Linked DNA regions of Mus musculus: regions 1 and 2 are each linked to region 3. The links are chromatin contacts, called in public HiChIP or PLAC-seq and promoter capture Hi-C maps. All regions are on one chromosome and are shown on one strand. The core of a region is the stretch at or near the end of the contact, and the rest is flanking DNA. Distances in the headings are between cores, read along the strand shown.

What was found. Promoter capture Hi-C pulls out the DNA fragments that hold promoters and counts their contacts. HiChIP or PLAC-seq counts read pairs in DNA pulled down with a chosen protein or histone mark.
Region 1: a contact with region 3 is called in a promoter capture Hi-C map of the HPC-7 cell line. The contact joins the enhancer-like site here to the promoter of Lonp2 in region 3. A contact is called at or near these places in 17 of 39 promoter capture datasets (the 3T3-L1 cell line, 3T3-L1-derived adipocytes, the C10 cell line and 12 more), 1 of 484 Hi-C or Micro-C datasets (embryonic stem cells), 3 of 115 datasets of contacts at active chromatin or transcription factors (bone marrow-derived macrophages, hepatocytes and large pre-B cells) and 1 of 9 other capture datasets (adipose tissue).
Region 2: an H3K27ac HiChIP or PLAC-seq map of cardiomyocytes shows a contact between it and region 3, with 8 times the contacts expected there. The contact joins the enhancer-like site here to the promoter of Lonp2 in region 3. A contact is called at or near these places in 5 of 39 promoter capture datasets (cranial neural crest, embryonic stem cells, hematopoietic stem and progenitor cells and 2 more) and 4 of 115 datasets of contacts at active chromatin or transcription factors (the NIH/3T3 cell line, bone marrow-derived macrophages, cardiomyocytes and 1 more).

What each region holds. Positions count from the first base shown.
Region 1 is chr8:85,824,624-85,828,271 of GRCm38.p6, forward strand. All of the region lies in intron 5 of Itfg1 (integrin alpha FG-GAP repeat containing 1), which reads right to left. Among named protein-coding and RNA genes, the nearest start is that of Itfg1, 15 kb to the right of the region's middle. Within about 2 kb of position 1,713, at least 9 of the 459 cell types and tissues checked have an H3K27ac peak or open chromatin away from gene starts, as enhancers often do. A contact at or near this core is called in the HPC-7 cell line, where this site is marked.
Region 2 is chr8:85,728,725-85,732,234 of GRCm38.p6, forward strand. The region is part of intron 14 of Itfg1 (integrin alpha FG-GAP repeat containing 1); the gene reads right to left. Gm39214 (a long non-coding RNA gene) reads left to right here. Exons shown (of 5, transcript XR_879039.3): 1 at 1-2,191. Among named protein-coding and RNA genes, the nearest start is that of Gm39214, 4.1 kb to the left of the region's middle. Within about 2 kb of position 2,012, at least 6 of the 459 cell types and tissues checked have an H3K27ac peak or open chromatin away from gene starts, as enhancers often do. A contact at or near this core is called in cardiomyocytes, where this site is marked.
Region 3 is chr8:86,622,499-86,625,750 of GRCm38.p6, forward strand. It overlaps Lonp2 (lon peptidase 2, peroxisomal), which reads left to right and starts at 1,545. Exons shown (of 15, transcript NM_025827.3): 1 at 1,545-1,918. The coding sequence starts at 1,686.

The DNA of each region.
Region 1 (3,648 bases), core at 463-2,962, 800 kb before region 3:
TTACTAGTAATTAGACAAGTGCAAATCAATATAACTTTGAGATTTCATTATACCCTAGTGAGAATGACAAAGATCAATAAAGAAAGAGACCAAAAAACCAAAAACCAACCAACCAACCAACCAACAAACAACAACAAAAAGCTAGATGAGATCTAGCAAAAAGAAAACCCTTATTCATTATTGGTGGGATTGGGATTGAAATCTGGCACAAAAATTGTGGAAATCAGTACAGATAATTCTCAAAATTAAATCTAACACAAAGCTCAAATTAAATCTAACACATGATCCAGCCATAGCACTCCTTGATATATACCTAAAGCACCTGGCATTCTACTCTACCTATACTTGGTCAGCTATGTTCACTGCTAAACTATTCACACTAGCTAGGGAATGGAATGAGTTTAAATGTCTTTCAACTAATGTGTGGATAAGGAAATGTGGTTCATATATACTATGGAATACTATTCAGATATAAAAAAAATTCAAAATCACAAACTTTACAGGTAAATGGACTGAAGTAGGCAAGATGTAAAGATTATACTGAGTAATGTAACCAAGACTTAGAGAAACAAATGCTCTAATTTCAAATCTTCATAGTACATACACTGGGGTAATTGAAGAAACCAGAAACGTAAGAGAGGACCACTGTTGGAATGGGGGCCTTGGGAGGTGTCTCAGAACTTTTATATTGCTATGTTAAGACACCATGGCCATGATAACTTATAGGAGAAAGAATTTATCAGGTAGGGACTTAAAGTTTCAGAAAGTTAATAGTCCATAACTATTTTAGTTGAAAGTATGACAGCAGAAAGGCATGCAACATATAACTATAACTAAAAGCTCACATCTCGAGACAGCAACCAAGCATCAGAGAGAGAGCTTTATGGTATTGTCTTAGGCTTTTGAAATCTTAAAGCCCGCTGCCAGTGACACACTTTTTCAATAAGATTACACTTCCAAATCCTTTTCATAATCCCAACAATGGGGGACCAAGTATTCACACATATGAGTCTAGGGGGGCCAGTCTCACTCAACACACCACAGGGTCAATTGTGAAGAATAGCAGAGTAGAAGTGATCTAATGGGGTAAATGGGAAAACCATGAAGGGCTTTAGTTAGGAAATGGGGAGGGAGATAACAGAGAAAGAAAAAGGAAGGTAAAATAACAGTGAGAATGCGTGGAAAAGCCATAAGGTATTATAGGCAGCCGGCACCTAAAAGATGGCACCGGTTTCCGGTACACCGTGGCCGTAAACAACACCACAACACCACTGCGCAGGCGCTAGCCCGAATCTGGCGCCAACCCCTCCAGAGCGGGTGCATGCTAATGAAGTGTCGACAGGCCGACCAATCCCAGGAGGACACATAGCCCTCCCCAGTGCTGGGGTGTATATAAGCAGTCCTCCCTAAGTTCCCGGGGTTCCCGTAGCATCAAGGCGTTCCTGCAATAAAGCTGTTGAGAAGAATCCGACCCTGTTGCGTTTTCCTTGCTGGACGAGGTAGGTGTGACAAGGTAGCAACGATTAACTACCTATGTTAATAACTATAATAAACATAAGTAGGTATGTAACCATACATGAATGTATAGTTTAAATTTTTTCATTTGGGCTGACAATATTCCCTCAAAGAGCCAAAGGCCATTTAACAAAACCCCCAGCACTAGGCATGTAAAGCCTGTTTTTGAATTGTCTGTCAGGGTAGACCAAAAGACTACACAAATATTAGATGCTATTGCTATGTTTCCTTGGTTACTCAGAGGTAAGTTCCTACAGTTGAAGACACCTGTGCTTCAGAAAAAGGGCTCAGAGGTCCTTGAGCTGGAACTCACCTGAACATATTTTCTCTGAGTACTAATGTTATTCCGAACACTTATACAACATCAGTTTCAATTATTCTTTTATAAAAAATGCCTATTAATGATAAGCTCAATTAACTGTGGAAGATACTCTTCCACACTTCATAGCTAGGTGTTATTACTTAGCAATGTGATAAATTATTATGTGGTTTCAATTTAGAATAAAGTGAATTTGAGACACAACTGAAGCTTCACATTTGACATTTAACATGATGCATGTATCTCCTCTGTCTTATTAGCTTTATCATCACACTGTCAGATAACTTCCTCTTGAACAAAAACACAGGGTTCACTAACTGTCTAAACTGACCACACTCACTGTAACAGTAGCCAAAGTGATTCTGTTACTTTTACTCTGGGCATCCCCTTATGTCGAAGAAAGTACAGGGCCAGGTTATAGCCCAATGCATTCTCAGCACAATGTTATGAAAGCTCTTGGTACTCTGTGTAATAGTCTTTGCAAGTTTTCTATTAATCTATGTTGCTAGTCAAATTTAAATAGAAGAAACCCAGGAGTTGACATATCCATACTGCATAACCCTTGGGTTGCAAAAATTAGGTTGATCGCTGATGAGTAAGACTGGGCTGCTAATCTAAGTCCTAAAGTGTGGGACTTCTTTTGAGGGTTTTGTTTTGTTTTTTGTTTTTTTTTTTTCGCTTATACACTGATACATATATGGCGGTGTAAATGAGGAATGTCTCCTATAGGTTCATATATTTAATGCTTCATCCCACATCTGAGCAGTGTTTGGGGGTTATGGAACCTTTGGGATGTGGACCCTTGCTGGAAGAAACCCAACAGAACATTAGTAACAGACTAATGCTGTTCTCCCAGGTATACACTCAACTTTTTCTTATCTACAGTGTCTTAGTTAGGGTTTCCATTGCTTTGAAGAGACATCATGACCAAGGCAACTCTTATAAAGGACAACATTTAATTGGGGCTGACTTACAGGTTCAGAGGTTTAGCCCATTAACATCAAGGTGGAAAGCATGGCAGGACACAGGCAGACATGGCACTGCAGGAAGAGTTGAGAGTTTTATATCCTGTTCCAAAGGGAACCAGAAGAAGACTGTCTCTTCCAGGCAGCTAGGAGAAGGGTCTCAAAGATCACCCCCACAGTGACATACTTCAACAATGCCATACCTATCCGAAGAAGGCCACACCTCCTAATAGTGCCACTCTCTCGGCCAAACATACAAACCACCATAAAGGTATGCCACAATGGTATTGACAAAAAGCATGTATGTATATGTGTGGACACAGGCATCTCTGTACAGGAGAGGATTGACTTAGGGTTTTCTGCACTATTCATACATCTTAGACTTGGGAGGCAGTGGCAGGCGGATTTTGTATGGGTGAGTATTGCTATCACAGCAAGTTTGATTTCTAACATCCATGTCGGGCAGTTCACAAATGCCTGTAATTCCAACTCTAGGGAACTGAATAACACTGGGTATCACACATACACATACAAATTAAAAATAAAATAAATCTTTAAAAAATTCATTAAGTTACTTTCAGAATAAATCACTTAGGGGAAAGTTGGCTACTACTTTTTAATCTGTGACTGATGTTTGAATGAGAGATATAATATAACAGGGTATTAGTTTAATGTGTTACATATAAGAATATAGTATATAACAGACAAAAGGAACACATATTTAGGCAGAATAACTTTTAAAATCTTATACTACTGAAAGAAATTTTAGAGAAAACCAAACATAGAAATCAAAATAAATAAGCCATGGCACATTTATAGGATATTTTCAAGTGATACAAAGTCCATAGA
Region 2 (3,510 bases), core at 762-3,261, 890 kb before region 3:
ACAGACTAGAGAAATTATTACCGCAGAGTATACAGAAAAATGTATTTCTAGCAGAGAGTCTAGAATAGATAATATTCCTCTTCTCACCCCTCATTCCCAAAGATGTTATGTGACAGTATTCTTTCAGCAGTAGACACTATATTGATTGTAAATATTTTACTAGAAGTAAGCCTCAAGGACTGCTTTGGAAAATGGCAGATAACAAGAAGGCATGATTTGCTAGAGTCTTCAGAGAATACACTGGGGAAAGTTGGAAAACATCCATAAAAAGGTGAGCAATGCTCCTAAATCTCTACTTTAATAGCAAAGTATAATAGGAATTTTACAAAACAGAGCAAGGGAAAAAATTTAGTGTCCATCCTGGAGGGGCTGATGCACCCGGGGAGCCATCCTACCTCTAGGCTATGCAGGAGAAACTCTGATTTAGCACTGCACACCAGTATTCAGCAAAGTGGAAACCTGGTTGAAGTTAAGAGTCTGTAAGGCAATATAGATGGGTTTCAAGTGGCACCCCTAACATCCTGAAGGACGTCCCAGGAGTGGTACAGTATTCATGGCCAGACGAGAGGTATGAATGGCCTATAAAAAACTTCCCACTCGTCGAATCAACATCTGTGACCAGTCTTTTACAAAGGACTACTTAGGAGTGTGACAGGCATTATGGAGACAGAAAAGAAGTTCTCAGAGTCAAGATTTGAATCATAAAGTAGGCAAGAACTTCACGGTAGAAGGAATGAACATTTACATGATAGCAAAGATAAGAAACTATGAGTAGAATATTAAAGATCTATGGAAAACTGTAAAAGATCAAACATATGATTCGCAGGCATACAAAGAGAATTTCATGCTAATGGCATGGAAAACATCAAGTTATAGCCGTCCCACCCTCCCAGCATTGCTATACTTTGATGGGAGAAACTGTTTTTCAGTAAAACGATAGCAGATCTCCCAAATCTAGGGGAAGAAGTGTCCATTCTAGTACAGGAGGAATTCAGAACACCAAAGACCACCAGAGTAAAACCTCCCCACATCATAGCTAAATATTAAGTCTACAAAACAAAGGACATGTTTTGAAAGCTGTAAGAGAAACAAGTAAATGAAGTAAATTACATAATATAAAGACAGTCTCATTGGAGTAACACTACATTTCACAGCAGAAACTTTCAAAGTCAGGAGGGCTTGGAATTCTGTTTTCCAAGCTCTAAAAGGCAAGGAATGCAAACTCAGACTACTACACCCAGCAAATCATGTCATAACTGAAAAGCAAAACAACAGATGCTCTGCTGACGACTTGGACAAAAGATAACACTTAGTCTGTTGGTGGAAATGTAACTAGTCCAGTCACTATGGAAATCAGTATGGAAGTTCCTCAAAAAACTAAAACTACAATATAGCCTGGGTCTAGCACTCCTGTGCATTTATTTATACAAAGAACTCTAAGTCAATACATCACAGTACACTTACTGCATATGAATGTTTACTACAGATCTTTTCACAAGAGATAAACTATGGAACCAACCAAAATGTCCAACAACAGATAAAGAAAATATGCTATTTATGTACAATGGAATTTCTTCTAGCCGTGGAGTTAACTTCAAGTAGAAATAAGTGAAGAGAATCTTATCACGGGAAGTAAGCCTGTCTGCGAAAGACACATATCCACATTTTCTCTCCCTTTAGGCCATGAAAGCAGAAGCAATCCTGATATCATATGGAGAGTAATGGGGAGGACAACAGGAAGATGCTCAGTGTGCACTTGTATTTGTGAGAATGTCTTCAGTGTAACACAGTGGTGTGTGCAGTGACTGCAATCCTGGTTTGCACTATACACGGTACTTTCTAGGCAACACACCAAGAACGTTCTTATTATGGCAGTGCTTGTGCTGTTAGTATTTAAATACTTCATTTTGAAGCTGGGGAGCAGTCTCAAATTGTGCTCATGCACTGTACTTGTGACAGTGCCTGCTTGCTAGTGCATTTCTACTGACTGGACACTGCATTCATATGTCTTTAGTTGTTCTTCTATGTTTAGTTCTTTATCACGTGTGCTTTCCTCTCTCTCCCAGTAGATGTTCACTGTTGCACTGTTTCAGTGTATTAAAGAAGCAAACACAGTGGAGGGCCAGCCAGCATAGCTATGGTAGCTCCAGAACAAAAAGCCCAGAGGAAATCAGAGCCTCTTTGTGAACAGGTATATAAAAGTTTATAGAGCATATGATTTTTAAGAAAAATGTAAGATAATATAGGACTTTAAGATATTGGTATATAGCTTTGATAAGTATAAGATTTCTCACTTCAAAATTAATAACACAATCCCGAGACAATAACCTTTTGATGGTGTGAAATGAATATTTTTTGAAGTAGAATTGCATTTAAGTTGCTAAAGTGTATATTTGAGTTTTAATGATTATTCACTCATGGAGATAAGTTTTGGGTTTGGAGCAAATGCCTGAGTAGTATGCCTGAGTTTACCACCATTGTTTGTCTTTTTTAATTTTTATTTTTTATTTTATTTTTTTAACCAGCATTGTTAAATAAGTTTTAGAACATTTCCTTAGCAGTGAAACTATTTGCATCTTAAGAAAGAATTAACAGACAATAAAAATATAGTATGTATAGAAATTAAGACTTAAATGATTTCTTTCTTGTAGTGATATATAAAAATATGAGTATAATATTCTTGTTAGAATTTTAGAATTTTCCTTAAAAGTTTTAGAATATTTTTGTTTACAGAATGCTTATATATTGATTTTTTTTTTTTTTGAGATAGCGTTTCTCTGCATGGCCTGGCTGATGTGGAGCTCACTATGTAGACTAAGCTGGCCTGGAACTCACAGAGATCTTCCTGCCTGCCTTTGCCCCATGAATACTGAGATTAAAGGCATGTGCCACCACACCCAGCATGATGAATTCTTAATGCTTATAGTAAGCTAAAAAATAAGCTCATTGTAGTGCAATTAATTTATGTAAGACCATTATATACTACAAAGTTGTCCACTAATACATTCTTTATGGTTATTACAGCAAGTCTGTTGATACTATTTCATGGGCAAGACTCTAGGATTTTCGAGAAAGAATATTATTTTAGGATGTATTCTTCGTGCAGGCAGTTAGACCTACTGTAATCTGCTATTGGTCACATGCACACATCCTTCAGTCATTTTCCTTTTTGTCCTAATGTAATTATGTTATAATATTTGTTGCAATGTACAAGTAAATTGTACTTCTATTAACATACATCATAAACCTCTTTCTAAATCTTAGACTTCTTATGCCACGTTTGAAATTACAGGACTGGTTTAGATTACACTATTAATTGCATTACTAGCTTCTACTTCTCCTAAAATGAGCTTAATTTATATGACTTACCATTTCAATCTTTAAGATAACTCAAATTACCTCTCAATGTCTGCTATTTCAGCTGAAAAATAAGGATACTGGGTTTGGTTCATAATAGTAATAGATGAAGAAATAAATGTTAATATTTTTGTTCTGAAATCTCTTGAAATT
Region 3 (3,252 bases), core at 295-2,794:
GTAGAAAACAGTGAGTTTAGTCACAAGAAGGCCCTGACAAACATGAAACAGCTTGCATAGTCGGGTACAGCAAACAGTAGACAGTAAGAATTGAAGTTGCAAGGTTTTGGTGCTCCTTCAAGAAACACACAGATTAGACCTGGGTTTTGGTATGAAGTTCCTGTTTTACTCTAAAAACAACTTTTGTGTGACAATTACATGGTTCTGCACAGCTGTTTGGGGTTCAGTCTACAAGAGGCTAGACCTCTTGGCTGCCTGCAAGGCCATATATCATCCTGGAATGACTCTTTTTCTTTGGCCATATGTGTGACTCAGTTAAGACCCTGTCCTAGGAGACCAAGAAAATAATAAAATCAAAAAATTAATTTATTAAACAAAAATAAGTCCAGACATTAGTATGCACACAAAACACTTGTTGCTTTTAGGATATGTATGCATGATAAAAATAAATAAAGTTTTTTTAAAAAATATGCCCCAAGGTTTTTAAGATGGTCATAGTTTCCTCATAAAATACCTACCATGTTCAGAGCCCTTGGTCCAATCCCAAGTACCATTTTTAAAAAGACACCAGGAATCTCAGAGTATAAGTCCTCTACTCTCCAGATAAGACTCTTAATAAAAAGGTAAGTTATTGTATATATTTTTTCTTTATATTACTCCCAAAGTCTATCTCAAGATATCTACACAATGCATACTTGATGAGTGTGTCACAACCAAGATCATCACCTACCAGTTCACCCTCCCTCTAGACCTCAGTGACTCAGACCACAACCTAGAATCTATCATCCAAATTGTGACCTTCTACAAATAATTGAATGCCCCTTTTTTAAAAGTATCTGTTTAAAATACTAATAAAATAAAGCAAAGATGGAAGCAATATCACAGACTTAAGAGATCCAGGAGATAAACAAAGTGAAAAATTAAGGACGATAGTAAAACCCACCAGCTTGGGAGAAGGTCTATGGATTAGGTAATGGTAATACTAATTTCCTGGGTTATGTGAACCATGGTTATGCAACATAATAGGGAAAACCGAGTGAGAGGTATAGGATACTTGTTAAAATATAAAATCTATTCAATAAAAAGGTTTAAAAATGTCTAGTGCACACCGTCCTTCTCAACATTCCTTCCGAATTTAAATGCAGGCACTGTTCATGCTGTCTGTGCACCAGGTTTGCTTGTCGTCTGGCATCACTGGTTCAGAGAGAAGGGCTGAGCGAAGCGACAGAAATTGGGTATCTCTGGGCTAGCGGGGAGCGGAGGTGTTTAATGTAGGGACCAGCCTGGGGATGCAGCCAGAAATTGAGGGGTTTGGGTCTAGGGGCGGAGCCAGAAGCCGCTACGCTTTAGCTTTGGGGGGGGGGGGGGGGGGAGAGTGACAGACCGGAAGGCTTAGCCGCTGCGGCCTCCGGAAGGGTTGTGGGCGGGCCCGGAAACAGCAGCACATGGCCCGGGGGCGAGTCCGAAGCGTCCGGGCAGAAGTCTGGGAGCCTGGAGAAGGGGCGGGGCCGGAAGCGGCGGCAGGCCTGGGGACCGGAGCCTGGGGAAGGGGCGGTGCCGGAAGCGGCGGCACTCAGGCCTGGGGGCGGGCCGTCGAGTGACGGCTGCGGTGCGTTCGGCGAAGGAAGTGTAGAGTTCGTACTTGGGAGTCCTCCTGACACCTCTGGTGTTGACGACCAGTGGCCATGTCCTCCGTGAGCCCCATCCAGATCCCCAGCCGCCTTCCGCTGCTGTTGACCCACGAGAGTGTGTTGCTGCCTGGCTCCACTATGCGCACAAGTGTGGACACGGCCCGCAACTTGCAGCTGGTGCGGAGCCGCTTGCTCAAGGGCACGTCGTTGCAGAGCACCATTCTAGGAGTCATCCCCAACACACCCGACCCGGCCAGCGACACGCAGGACCTGCCACCATTGCACAGGTAGGCCCGCCGGGCACTCGGAGGGAGGCCCTCCGGGACTCGCGCCCCGGCGGCCTGTGAGCGGAGTTGTGGCTCAAGTCTCCCCAGCGTGAAAAGTGGGAGGGACGCTTTTCGCCAGTGACCGTTAGTGAGCCGGATCAGTCACGGAGCAATGCCTGACACGGGTGGAAACTCTGTGCAGTTCATTTGCTGCCTGTTGCTGGTGCTTATCTGATGTGAATTCGTGTCCTACATAGCCTTCTTCACCGCCCAGCGCCCGGGCCCCTCCCCCATACCACCTTTCACCCTGTCCCCTTTCTTTCAGTCAACCTCCGGTCATGTTCTCCAGCTGAAACATTATAAATCTAGATCTATCTATCTATCTATCTATCTCTCTCTCTCTCTCTCTCTCTCTCTCTCTCTCTCTCTCTCTTTCTTTCTTTCTTTTTCCTGCTCATGCCTAAACTACGCAGTTAACTTTTGGGTGCTTTGTTTTACATGTTGTTACCTATTTTCTCTATTCCCCGACGGCCTCCCCTTCATGAAGGGCCATTCCTGTTAGCATTTTCCTTGGGGTCTCCCACTACAGTCTTCCCAGCCTCTAGGCTCACCTTTGCTCCTTCCTGGCATTTTTATCTTAGGCCCGGGGGATGTCACTGGATAGCCCTGTGTCCCGGCTCTGGTTCGTTGACTTGGGTGGTAGATTTCACCTGCGTCTGACTCTTCCCCTGTGATTTCCCATGTCTCTTAGGTGTGTCTTGAAGGTCCATCTGTGCAGACTGGTTTGCCCCATGCTTCCCTGGACTGCACAGTGATTGTGCGTATAGAGCACTTGAAGTGTGCATGCTCTAATATGAGTTTTAACACTAGAGTGCATGTGTGCCCAGAAAGGCTGTCAATTCTAGGCAGCTCAAGGCAGTTGGTCACCCTAAATGTGTCATAAATGTACAGTGCACACTATAGTTTGAGAAAACGTGAATTTCCTTTTTCTTTTTCGAGACAGGGTTTCTCTGTGTGGCCCTGGCTGTCCTGGAACTCACTCTGTAGACCAGGCTGGCCTTGAACTCAGAAATCCGCCTGCCTCTGCCTCCCAAGTGCTGGGATTAAAGGCGTGTGCCACTGCCCTGCTTAATTAATGTTACATAGAATAAATGTTACAATGTTAATATTCTGACCACTTCACCTAAAATCACCTGTGGATACTAAAATCACGAGTATGGCTTGTATTTTTATTGGACAGTACTAGTCTATAGTGTGTCTTAGCAGATGTTATCTTTAAGCTCTTTTCTCAAGTTCTTGCTCAATGTATTGATACTGAAGAGCAGGTTGGAGAGCCTCCTTCCCCTCCTTATTTT